2 separate regions of the Hordeum vulgare genome follow, and region 1 is linked to region 2. A link is a contact called in public Hi-C data. All regions are on one chromosome and are shown on one strand. The core of a region is the stretch at or near the end of the contact, and the rest is flanking DNA. Distances in the headings are between cores, read along the strand shown. Region 1 holds the start of LOC123410291. Region 2 holds the start of LOC123433547 (tetraspanin-10).

Region 1 (6,860 bases), core at 52-2,551, 140 kb after region 2:
TTGTCATCTGCTTCTAATTGTTCTTCCATATTTGCAATGAGCTCCAATGGAACAACTTCTGTGGTATCTCTGCCAATCCAACTCTTGGTGTCTCTCATTTTCTTCTTGAATTTTCTAGCATGCCTTCTAAGCTCAACAACCTCTGAATTTTCACCACTGTCCTCACTGTGTGCCAGATACTCAGGGTCTGAATCTGAGTCACTATCTGAATCTGTAGGTTGTGCTTCACTTGGAGTTTCTGTACCATGTCCTGATGCATGAGCTGCAGGATTTAACACCTGAGAAAATGCAACCTGAGATCCATCTTGCACCTGCTCCTCTGCAACTTGGTGTGCTACAACTCTCCTTGCTCTGGCATCTACATGGATGTGCTTCACAGGACTAGAAATAGTTTGAGTTATCACACCACTATCATCTGGAACCAACACTTCCTGCACAAACTGCACATCATCATCATCAGAAAAGCCTGCTGGCTCAGCACTTATAACTATGGCAGGTTCATCAGCATCACTCAAATTGACCATCTCATCCATCTCAAAATCACTCCCACTGCTGCTATTCTCACTGTCTTCTTCCCCATGGTACTCAACAAAAATGCCAGCAACTCCTCCAACATCTGTGTACTCTCCCATCTGTAGACATGCTCTGTCATCATGCAGAAACATCAATCCATCTGCCATTGATTTCCCTGGCACCTGAAAATATAATTTCATCGACTCCTTCAACTGCATATGATCATTCAGAAAGCCCTTCACCTCCTGCAGTGACAACTTATCTCTCTCGATTTCTGACATCTCTTCATCCCCACCAACATACTGCAAATTGGGACCAGTGCCAACAAACTTGCCACCAATGTGGAATCGGACGTTCAAAATCTCTGTTGGATCCATGATTAAACTGAAAAAACAAAGACACATCACTACCCGCACCAAAATCGCAGCTTTTACCGCCAAATTACCCGCCCCAAAAACCCTAACCCCTAACCCTAGTGTTCTGCAGAAAACAGAAAGAAAGGTGCCCACAGGACGTGAACGACGGGGACATACCTTGGCCTGACGCTCGCTGTCGAGCGCCGCCCCGATCGTTGCCGCTGCCGTCGATCACCAGGTCATCGCCATTGTCGCCGCCAAAGCAGAGCAGAAGACAGGGAGACAGTCCTCGACAGGGAGACACTCCTCGGGCTGGGCGACCGTCGGTCTAAATAAGTCAATGGGCTGTTAAGCTGGGCCGGTCCACCCTATAAGCCTTCTCCTTCGGTCTGAAAAAAGGAAAAAAAAAAACGAAACCCGACCCTCACTTGCCACGCATGCAATCCCTGTTTGGGAACGCTGTCAAGGTTATTTTTAGACCGGGATTGCTGACTTGAGAGTGTAAACTTCAAGGATTACCACTTCAGGGTGCGATCTCGCCACCGTCTACCAGTTCAAGGTTTTTTTTGGACTTTTTCCCAAAATAAATAAGGGAATAGCAGCACACCCAATTGAAAAACAGAAGAGGAAAGGAGCTGTCTTTTTTCATTGCGATGGCCGGCGGTTGGTCCTCCCTCCCGGCCGATCTTCTCTATCAGATCTCGGCTCGCCTGATCTCCGATGCCGACCAGCTCCACGCCCACCTGGCATGCGCCCACTGGCGAGCCACTATTCCTCGTCCGGCCGCCTACCGCCCGTGGGTCGTCGCCGCCCGACAGGCCCCGGACGGACTGAGCCCAGTCGGCGAGCACTCCTTCCTGCTCCCTCGCGGCGTCCCGGGCGTCGACTTCCAGGCGATCCCACCCGGCCTCCCGTACTGCTGCGGCGCGCCTCGCGGCTGGCTCGCCCTCGCGGACGACGCCCGGTCCCCGACGCGGCTCGTGCTGTGGGAGCCCCACTCCGGCACCGAGATCCCGCTCCCGTGCCCGTGCCCAGTCATCCAGGTCTTCCTCTCCGGCGACCCGCTCGAGTCGTCGGACTGGACGGCCGTCGCGACCCGGCTCAGACGGCCCAGGGCGCATATTATCTTCTTCTGGCGGCCCGGGGACGCCTCCTGGAGCGGCCCGGCCACTGTCCCTTGCGCGAAGCTCTACAGCGTCGAATTCCATGCGGGGAACATATACTGCATAGACGGCATGTTTAACCTGTCCATCTACGATCTTCAACTCGGCACAAGGTCTCCTCCCATTGCTCGGTCATGTACCCTTGTCAGTGGTCAGAGTCGTGGGCTATCCGCAAGTCTCTCAGGGACTGCGTGCGTGCGGTGCACGTCGTGGCCTGCCGCGGCGAGCTCCTGCTAGTTCTGCTGTTCCACGGCCGCCACCCGTCGCTCATGGAAATCTACAGGCCGCCGTGGACGCTCGGATGCGCCTTCCAGATCGGTGAGAGGGTGACTGACCTCGGGGGCTACACGCTCTTCCTCGGCCGCGGCGATGCTTTTGCACTGTCTGCCAAGGAGTACCCTGCGATCAGGGGGAACTGCGTTTACTACCTGGTGCACAACCTCCCCAAGTACAGGAAGGATTGGGCAATGGTGTATGATCTGGGGACGGGTGATGTGGACGATGTACCTTACCCCGAGGTGCACAAGCAGGAGAATAGTTGCTGGCCATACTCTTGGTTTTGTCCTCGAAGGCCTTTCCTGAAGACGCAGGTTGCTTAAGCAATAAGCATGGACTTTGAAAATTAATCTTTTCCTTGTGAATTCCCTGTTGTAACTGTTTTAACCTAAGAACTTCGCGCCTCTTACATTGTACTCCCTCCGTTCCTAAGTTTAAAACCTTTTAGAGATTGCACTATGAACTACATACGGATGCACATAGACATATTTTAGAATATAGATTCACTCATTTTGTTTTGTATGTAGTCTTTTAGTGAAATTTCTAAAAGGTCTTATATTTTGAAACGGAGGGAGTATATAGAGAAACAAATTCGAATCACAGGGAGTATCAAATTTCTGTTGAAGACTGCATGATCTTTTTCTAATAGAAATAAGAAAACGTTTATAAATGACGCGCCGACTGAACGCTTCCGCCGGACGTCTTGGCACGCACCCTGCTTGCAAGTCCATGTGACCATTCGTCGGAGCCGTGAAATCGTTGCAACCGTTTTTCTTTTTGCTACTACGAGTTAAATGTTTTTGCTACATCCATCAAGCAAAAGCTACAACCTCGCGATGACAAAGATTTTGTTGCAATCATAATTGGTTTTTGCTAGCACCGACGAATTTTTTGGATGTATTTTTTTTATACATCCATCAAGGCATAGAGAAACGTTTATAAACAACGCACTGTCCGAACGCTTCCGCTGGACGTGCGGGCCCATGACGAAGATTTTTGCTACAACCTTACTTGTTTTTTGGTTACTATGGGTCAAGTGTTTTGCTATATCCATCAAGCAGAAGCTGCAACATCATGATGATGGCGATTTTGCTGCAACCGTAATTGGTTTTTGCTAGTACCGACGAACTTTTTTTGCTACATCCATCGAGGCATGGCTGTGACCTCGTGATGGTGATTCGCCGCAACCGTAATTGATTTTTGCCTACTACTGGTGAACTTTTTTAGAAAATGATCAGAAATCAGCCGTGTCACGCGAACGCCATGCGTCCCATGGACCACGCGGGCAGAGTCTCTTATCTCTAGTGAACGCAAGTGGCTGGTTCCTTTTTTCTATCCTACCAGCGATGCAACGAGATCCACTTTCTACCTATCATCTTCTACCTTCGTCTGGATGCACCACCCGTCCACCACTTCGCCATTACCATCGTGGGAGCAAGCCAGCCCGCATCTCCTCCATCGGCCCTCGCTGGAGCGAGATGCCTGCAGGAGCCGGCTGCAAATTGCAGGCTGCAGCACCCGCGTCGACCTGCAGTTTTCGGTGTGGCCGTCCTGCTGCCATGGTCAGCGGGAGCTGCGTGCAGCAGCAAGCAGAGGGGGCTCACCGGCGTTGCGATGAAGCGACACGAGGGCCGTCGGCGCTGTAGTGACGAGTTGCAGCAGCCGGTGAAGCAGATGGGGCTCACCGGAGTTACGATGAAGCATCACGAGGCAGTCGTAGTTGCAGTGAAGCGCCGTCGAAGCTGCAACGAGCGCCACAGGAGTTGCATTGAAGCGCCGCCGGTGCTGCATTGGAGCTCCGTCGGTGCTGCAATGAAGCTTCAGTGGCATCGGTGGTGCTCTGCAGCTTCGTCTCGTTGCTGGGTTGCTATGGAGCTTCATGGAGGTTTAATGTTGCCATGGACAACACATACAACTCCCGGTGCAGCTTCAAATCAGACGTTCAGTAGTGCCAAATCGAACGACTGGCTAGGCGGATGATTTCCTGGAGAAATCATCCGCCAGATCCGTAGCACTCGCCAATTTTTTTTGCTGGAACCAGAAAAAAGTGGAGGAGTTGCAAACAATGCCTAGAAATGCTGTAACCGGTTGCAAGATTTGCTGCAATGCTGTTTTTGAAAAGCTTCAACCGGCGAAACGACATGCACAACCAGCTACAGCCGAAGGAAATGATGTTTTTGATGCAACTCGTTGTAGACTTTTGCTACAATTGGTGATACAAAATGCTACAACCAAACGGCCACGCTATGACGAGCGAGGTCATTTTCGTTGGAGCGTGTGAGGTTGATTTTGCTACAACCGATGCATTTTTGTTGCAACCATTACCAACATTTGCTACTACTGTCCGGAATTGCCGCAACGATGAAGGCCCAACTGATGCGCTAATCAAGATCCTTTTACGCGTGTTAGAACGGACGCTAGGCAGCCGACCGACCGAAAGTCTCGGCCGACGCACCGGCGTAGATCAGTCTCCATAGAAATATGAAATTATCACCCGCGAAACAGAAAGAAATTATGTCAAAATGGTAGAGTACATCTTTCAGTGGATTTTTGACCATTGGATCAGCATTGTATGAGATGTGTGCTCTTTAACTATTTGTCTCCAAATAATAGGCTCACTAAGAGCTGATTTGTCCATGCATAGTTTTTTTTAGGGCAACAAGACTTTATTTCTTAAATAATAGATAAATCGTATTTATATCTATATCTATACCCCTATATATATACCCCTACTAATAAATTAATTTGATATTTTTAATTTTGTCCCGTTTAAATGACGGGATTGACTAGAGAGCCGCGCTGCATATGTGCTCTTCCATGCAGCGGTTCCTTAAATAGCCGGCTGGGCCCGATTCCCTTTGATGTTTACAATTCAAAAAGTTTTATCTACAAAACCGTTAATTCAATCGATGATCCGTTTTCACCATTGACTTTCTCGCGACGAGTTCTTCGAAACTAGATCCTATGTCGACATGTTCTAACAATTATTTTTTCCGGTTCATACTTGCCACATTTTTTGACCCCACTTGTCATATTATTAACCACTTACTTGTTTGGGAAAAATAACTTGATTGACATTTTTCAATGTTGTTTCGTATAAAGCTTTGTAGCAGTTTCTATTATGCATGATATAAAAAAGCATGTAATAGGTTGTGTTTGCCAATTAAAATATGCTAACTTATCGTATTTACATACAACTTTGCCAGAAAACTACTTTGTGTGCTTGTTAGTTTAAATATGCCGAGTTGTCATATTTACAATCGATGACTAAAAAAGATTTCTTGTGGTCATCGGTTTTAAATATGTTGAGTTGTCATATTTTCGCGCGTAATCGCCTATATAAAGAGTTTGTGTTTGCTAGTTTGATTATGTCGAGATGTCATATTTATATGCAATTTTTAAAAAATATGACGATTAAGTTATTTTTTATCAGACAAGTAAGTACTTACTAATATGACAAGTAAGTGCAACAAATGTGGTAAGTACGAGTAAAAAAAAAGTTGTCACAACATGTCAACATGAGATCTAGTTTTGAAGATTTCATCGAAACAAAGTAAACAACGAAAATGGATCATCAATCGAATTAATGATTTAACAGATAAAGTTTTTGAATTCCGATCATTTAAAGATGAATCATTGCATGCATGAAAAGAGAACACAATGCATGCTTGCGCAGTCGCAGCACGTAATGCCGAGATGCGGCGCTGTTAATTAGATTTTCCTTTAAATGATTAACTTCATTTTTTTAAGGTGGTACTAATCTATTGCGTTGTTTTGGTCTGGCCGCTAGAGCCGAGTTGGGCTTGCTACATAGCTTATTGGTGGAGTAGCAAAAAACAGGGTTATGGTGGGGGTCGGATTCACGCCTCCCTGACATCCCAATCGTTGATTCAAACCAGGCTAGCCTATGCATGTGTTAGAAAGAAGGGATCCTCTCTTGATTAATAGTATCACATCACTTTTTCAAATTAAATCCGACCGTTTTATATAAATGCGCTAATTGCCTGGAAAATGAGCCAGTTGCCTCAAGAATCAAGAAATTGATGAATTGTGGGTCTCGTTTATCCTAGACTAGATGAATGAACGAAGGAATAATACTAGAAACCTAAATTCTAAAAAGTGCAGCTCTGCTCGATTGATGTCTCGGTCGCGTCACGTCTCTGCACCATTCGATCGCGATCGACAGCCCCACGTGCCGCGTGGTCGGATCGCGACGATGTGCTCGGGTGTTGCCTTGTCGGTTCGAGGCCCGTTGGGGTGGAGCGGCGGTGCCAAGGCTCACCACACTACCACCCACCACACACACACACACTACGGCTACAACTTCTCCTCGACATCCCATTTTCCCCTAAATCCGGCGAGGAGTCATCGGCAAATCCGCGGCCGATTCCGCGGGTGAAAAGGATCGAGATGGACCTAGGGGGGGGGGGGGTGAATAGGTACAAATCCAAATTTTAATAATTACTTAGCAATTTTAGGCTAAAGTGCGGAATATGAGTGTAAGCCTAATAATTGCTATGACAAAGAGTAAGCTATTAGGAGTGAAGCAAGG
Region 2 (6,322 bases), core at 118-2,617:
TACCAATGTCGATGCCCTTCCTTGGAGTGACAACACCGAGTCAGAGGATGGTGTCGATCGCCTGTCACTCGTTTGGCATGATTAGCGTTTATTCATGGCAGTGGCATCCTATGTAAGGGATGGTGTTGCAACAGGCGGTTTTCTCTAAAGTTCCATCTCCATCTGATGAAGTAGCCAAATACTCCTGTTCTTCGGCATAGCGAACTATCTAGTTTGTGTCCCCTCTTTTATGAAAGGGGACTCCTGATGTTTGTGTCCCCTCTTTTATCAGTTGGGATTATTTTTTTGACTCTGTTCTTCGGCATAGCGATCTATCTAGTTTGCAACCGCTGACTTCTTTTGTTCTACATCAATGAATTTGCAGTCACCAATGTATCTTGTTCTACATCAATGACTTCTAAGCCGCTACTTCTGTAAGCTTTGAGTTTCAACAAGATAAAGGTCTAGAAGTGGCAATGAGCTTTGCTAACTGTGCTCCACTGTTAGTTGCAGAAGGAAGACAATGTTGTTTTCTTCAATGACTTTCCTGTAATTATTTTATTCTTGTAAGGGCTATTTTTTTAATATATGGCGAGTGGTCTTTAAAAGAATAACTGCAGTTTAAATCCAAACTAATTCTACACCTTGTGAATAGAAAGAAAACTCAGTTGTAAATTATAACACATTTCTTGATTGCTTGCACGCATGTTGAAGTTAGGATATTTTTTCCTGAATTATACCATAAATGTCGGAGTTGTTCCTGGGATTCTCTCGAAGCCTAGTTGACTGCATGTGTGGAAGAACCGTCGTTCGCAATACAGAGAAGTGACCTGCCAGTTGAGATAGAGATGGATTCAATTGTTGCAGCGAAGTTGATCCATGCCAAGAAGGTTGATAGATCGGTCTACTCGTCGTTTATAATGAAGATTAGATATCTTATGTTTATTCGTGATTCTTATATTACTCATGCAAATCGTAGCCACGATAAAGTTAGCGATAGTATGGCCAAATTTGCTCGTGTAGAAGGCCGAATTATAACTTGGCTTGGCTCGGGACCTTCGGTGGTTATGGAGCTAGCTACGGTGGATTATATGAACTGATTCACTTGAGTAATACAAATTTTTGTTTGCAAAAAGTTTTTTTTCTTTTCTTTTGAAGAGCATCCAATGTTAAGTTGTACCCCACCCCTCGGAGCTCGCGAAAATGGGGAAGAGCTTCGAATAGGGATGGGAACTGGGTCCCATTTAATCTCATTTAAACTCATTTATTATCTAGTAGTTAATTTTCTTTTGTAAAAAATAAACTTTGAAGCTAGAAAAAGCTAAATATATGGGACTTGTGGCTGCCCCTCTGCCGCGCTGCCATTCAAACCCGACCAAAAAGCCCCCTCTCCCCTTCATCGGCCTCAGCACCGGACGCGAAGGAGACCGGCGTCGGTCGAGTCCGCCCTCTCCGGCCCACTGATGACAATCAATCTGCCCCTCTGACTAGTCGGCCCCACATCTGCCCGTGCCAAGCTTAACTGCGACCGCTGTCTTCAAGCCCACCCAAAATCAACGACACACACTCCCACTCCCACGCTCCCAAGCTGACACCTAGGTGCCGCGCCGCCGGGACCCCAGCCTCGCCGTCTCCGGCGGCGTGCTCCCAGATCCGACTCGCCGGTTTGTTTCCGTTCCGCGCGGAATCGCCTGACGGAGGCGGGAGGCCAGCGTCGTCCGCAGCTGAGTCGGGATGGGCGGCACCAGCACCAGCACCTTCGTCATCAGGTGGATCAACTTCCTCACCATGGTCAGTCAGCTTCCTTCCCCGCTCCCCTTTTCCTAGCTGCTTCCGACGACCGACCCGTTTCAAATTTTCCAGTGAAGAGCACTGTTGGATACTACGTAGATGGATTTGCCAGTTCTTGATTTGTTCCTGTTCCATCTAGTGTCTTTGCTCAGCGGTGTCCCTTTGTTGAGCTTGAGCTGTACTGCATCGTTATCCATTTATCCTAGTGCATTTATCGGTTCTTGACCATTCTTGACATCTTTCTTTTGGAGCTCTTTATATATATTTTAATGTTAAGTCATGCAGGTAGGGATTCACACATTATGATGCCCTTCATGCTCTTTGTTGAACAGATACTGGCGATACTTGTGGTGGGTTTTGGGTTCTGGATGAGCACCCACAATGACGAGTGCCGACGGTCACTCACGATCCCTGTCATGGCCCTTGGAGGAGTAATTTTTCTCATGTATGCGTCCATGGAGTTGTATTATATTATTCCCACTACGTTAGTATTCATGCTCCGAATTGACATGGTTCAGTGCCGATGCCGCAGATCGCTGGCGGGATTCGTGGGTGCTTGGAAGAACATTTCCTGCTTGCTTTGGACAGTATCCTTTTCGTGGCATCTGATGCGTAAACTTGCGGCGGCATGAGTGCTTCTGCTGCTCATGTTGGCTGCTGTCTTGCTACCCTTGGAGTTATCTGTTGCCTTGACATGTGGGTATCTAGTATCTAATCATGCTGTTCGTGGTCCTGGTGGCAATCATGGTCTTCACAGTGCTTGCGTAAGTTCCTGTCATTCATTTGGGATAGCACTAGCACAACCTTTCCAGTTGGTGGCAATCATTGTGTACTACTTATTTAATTTGAAAATTAGCTGCAGTGTGCACTGATTGGTTGATGGAATTAAATCCTATTACAAGTTCAGTGGTTAATCATCGATTGACTTCATAACTGACTTTAGTGGTTGCAAGTTGGGTTAACTCACCTTGCCATGTACTGTTTCAGGTTTATCATTACAAATACTGGAACTGGTCATGCTGTTGCTGGGTCCAAGTATGTATCTAAATATATGTTACTAATGTTTATACAACTAGATTATTAGCTCGAAGACATGTAGCTATGAAATAATATTACCGCACCACAAACACAAATTGTGCTGTGTTCAGTATCTATGGCATCTCATGCCTTCTCCACTTCCACTTTCCACTTTTTAATCCAAATACCAGTAATCAATGTGTAGGGCAAACATGTGGCAGACATGCATTACTTGTTGTTGTGACATCCTTGCATGCTTAGGAAAAATAGGTAGTGGGTCAAAACTATTTAGGAACAGAGGATGGTTGAAATGCTGAATTGACAAGTCGAAGTAATATATCACTATTTTTTCTTAAAAGTTGCACTATATAGCCGCGATGCAGTTTTGTTGATATACGGGCAGTCGGAAACAGTTTGCTACTGCCTGGTTGTCACTACATGAACTGTGAACATACATCACTATTTCTTTCTGTAACGAAACACATTGCATGCATATGGTTCTGTCATGTCATTTCTCATGTTCTGTACAGATATAAAGAGTATCGTCTTCAGGACTACAGCTCTTGGTTCGTCAAACAGGCAAGTCCCAACTCTTTGTTTGAAAATTTTGTTTCCTTAGTGCAATTAATTCACGATCATCTATCCTGGTATAACTCGATTTATTTATTTTAAATCAAGCTCAATGACACTGATAAATGGATTCATCTGAGAAGTTGCCTTGTGAAGTCGGATGATTGCAATAGCTTGTCGAAAAGATATAAGGTCTCTTCTCCTTTTCTACATATCCTGTTTTATCTGACGTGATGTTTCAAAGTTTCTCCCTTGGCAACCATCCTTTTGCAGTGATCTTAGTTATACCGTTCGATTTCATGTAGACTCTAAAACAATACAAGCTTGCTGATCTGACTCCCATTGAGTCTGGCTGTTGCCGCCCACCAGCGGAGTATGTCCCCTGTTATCTTCCAGTGTATTTTGAACATGCAGTTGCTCTCATCAGAGTTTGATATGGTTATCGTATCTTTCTGAACATTGTCAGGTGTGGATATCCAGCTTTGAATGCTTCCACTTTTGATTTGAGCTATCATCCGGTGAGCACAAACGTCGACTGCAAACTCTACAAAAATGATCGGTCCCTCAGGTGCTATGACTGTAATTCTTGCAAGTAAGCTGCCCCGTCTCCTATCCCACCTTCGAAATGCATAACCTTACTAGAATGTTCGTGCTTATGTGAAACTTTTGCTTCCAGAGCTGGGGTTGCGCAATACATGAAGACAGAGTGGCGGGTGGTTGCCATCTTCAATGTGGTATTGTTTGTTATTTTGGTAAGCTTCAAGTTCAACTGAAATATAGCGCCTATACTCTTTCTCAGCAATAAATTGCTCCATCTTTATCTGTTATCTTGGGTTTGTTTTCGACCAGTCATTCGTATACTTTGTTGGCTGCTGCGCACGTCGACATGCTGGGGGTAGCGATTCTAAAGTTCCTGGAAGATGACTGTACTTTGAACTTTGAAGTGAATCCTCTCTATGATTCACGTGTCACAGCGAGAGTTAACTTTGCCGTCCCTTGTAATAACATTGTTCATTCAAGTTCAGCTGATGAAATGGAGTGCCAAGGCTTCTGTTCCGTGGGTGATTTCTTTGTTCCACTAGCATTTTGAACATCTATGAAAAAGAACGTCCGACAATCTTCTGAAATACAGCCTGATGATCTGGCACAATGTGCGATACCAATATCTGACATATGTGAGTAAACTGGAATAACTTACCAATCCAAGCAATTGGCGTGCTTCTCGCGGTCAGGTTTTGGAGGGTACTTTTTTTTTAACAAAGTACAATGTAGATAGATGCCCACATACATGCACATACGCCCTACACCTATCTATGAATGCACACACATACATCCTACCCCTACGAGCATGTCTGAAATACCGAGCCAACAAATCTTAAGATTGTTGAAGTCATCTGAAATACTGAGCCAACAATATCTTAAGATTGTTGAAGTCACCACAGGCTCCTTCGTAGTCGATTTTTGGAGGGCAAGGACTGCACTCGTCGAGCTGTTAGTCAGGTTGTTAAAGCTTTGAATGATAGGGCTGGTAACATTTAACAAAAAGAAACATCTTTAGTTAATCATCCTAAAAGGGAAAAAAATGTTTAGTTGATTTGATTACAAAGGGAAAAATCATCTTTAGTTGATTTTATTGGGGTGCGCTGGCCCAGTAGTGCAATGCCAAGGCAACACGTAAGCGTCACAATAACAAGCTATTGTGGTGAACCCTAGGTATGGCCTCTAGGGGCGATCACCATCCTCGTCGGGCTTGAAGGGATGTCCAATATTCCCGCGCTTAAAAAACTAAATGCCCTGCTACTAGATTTTGCCATGTGAAGCATGAGCCATTCTTCGATCCAGCTTTTAGGATATATATCGTTATGAGGATAACATTTTGCATGTACAGTAAAACTTGAGCATATATGGATCTGGATTATTAGCGAGCCATCAGACTGTTAGAAGTATAATTGAGTTTAAGAAGTATAATTGGGTTTAAGTTAGAGATAAGGTGATAGAGATAGAATTAATTTAAAACCACATGTAATTTGTCTTGTACTCCAAGCCTCTATCACTTATGTGCTCCTATATATACCCCTACAAGGGTTAGATCAATACAATATACAACAAAACACAATATTCAGCTATCTACTCTTGCACATGGCATCAAAGCGGTTAGTCTCATGACGCCGATCCTAGGTTTCTTCATCACTTCCGCAGCACGCCGCCCCCGGGCAGATTAATCCTCTTTTCCGGAGGCGCGCACCCGATCGATCAAAGATTGGATCGGTTCCATTGTTTTAGATCAATTTCATAATTTCATCCCTTAGATTTCTTTTAGCCATCAATAAACCATCAACCCTCAAATCTGATGAGAAAATCGTGTGGAAATCCTCGTCCAGATCACTTCATGCCTCTTCCGCGGCTTCTACGGCGGCGACTCAAAGCGGTGCTACCTCGACACCAACAGAGACGGCTATACATGGAGCTCTTCTCGGCCACCAAGATCGACCATCAACCCTCATGCGGACCAGGCATGGCGAGCCTGGTGCGGAGGCGGATGCACATACACGCACAGCGACGCGGGCGTGGATGCCATCGTGCGAGCGCGATCCAGAACAGTGGCCGACGGCTCCACCAACATGCATGCGACCCGATCTACTCCCTCCGTTCCTAAATATAAGTCTTTGTAGAGATTTCACTAGTGGACCACATACGGATGTATATAGACATATTTTAAAGTATACATTCAATCATTTTGCTTCGTATGTAGACACATAATGAAATCGCTTAAAAGACTTATATTTAGGAACGGAGGGAGTACCATAGGTCCATCCAGCCATGCGTAGGTACACCCATGAAAAACAAGCTTGCATGCTAACATATCCATCCATGAATCATGCATCCACGTGGCCACCCAAATTAATCTCCTACGAGGAGATGCATGCAACAATACTTAGACTCCGACCAACACGTGTCGTGTATG

Evidence for each region. Hi-C and Micro-C count contacts between places; a contact is called where the count stands out from the background.
Region 1: a contact with region 2 is called in a Hi-C map of seedling, with 4 times the contacts expected there. The contact joins the promoter of LOC123410291 here to the promoter of LOC123433547 in region 2. A contact is called at or near these places in 1 of 6 Hi-C or Micro-C datasets (seedling) and 1 of 1 datasets of contacts at active chromatin or transcription factors (embryo).

Annotation. Positions count from the first base shown.
Region 1 is chr1H:319,431,355-319,438,214 of MorexV3_pseudomolecules_assembly, forward strand. LOC123410291 reads left to right here and starts at 1,302. Exons shown (of 1, transcript XM_045103210.1): 1 at 1,302-2,774. The coding sequence starts at 1,523. The coding sequence ends at 2,269.
Region 2 is chr1H:319,288,939-319,295,260 of MorexV3_pseudomolecules_assembly, forward strand. It overlaps LOC123433547 (tetraspanin-10), which reads left to right and starts at 1,368. Exons shown (of 11, transcript XM_045115459.1): 1 at 1,368-1,770; 2 at 2,103-2,215; 3 at 2,303-2,357; 4 at 2,479-2,534; 5 at 2,758-2,805; 6 at 3,318-3,366; 7 at 3,466-3,549; 8 at 3,663-3,730; 9 at 3,824-3,949; 10 at 4,034-4,109; 11 at 4,207-4,413. The coding sequence starts at 1,714. The coding sequence ends at 4,281.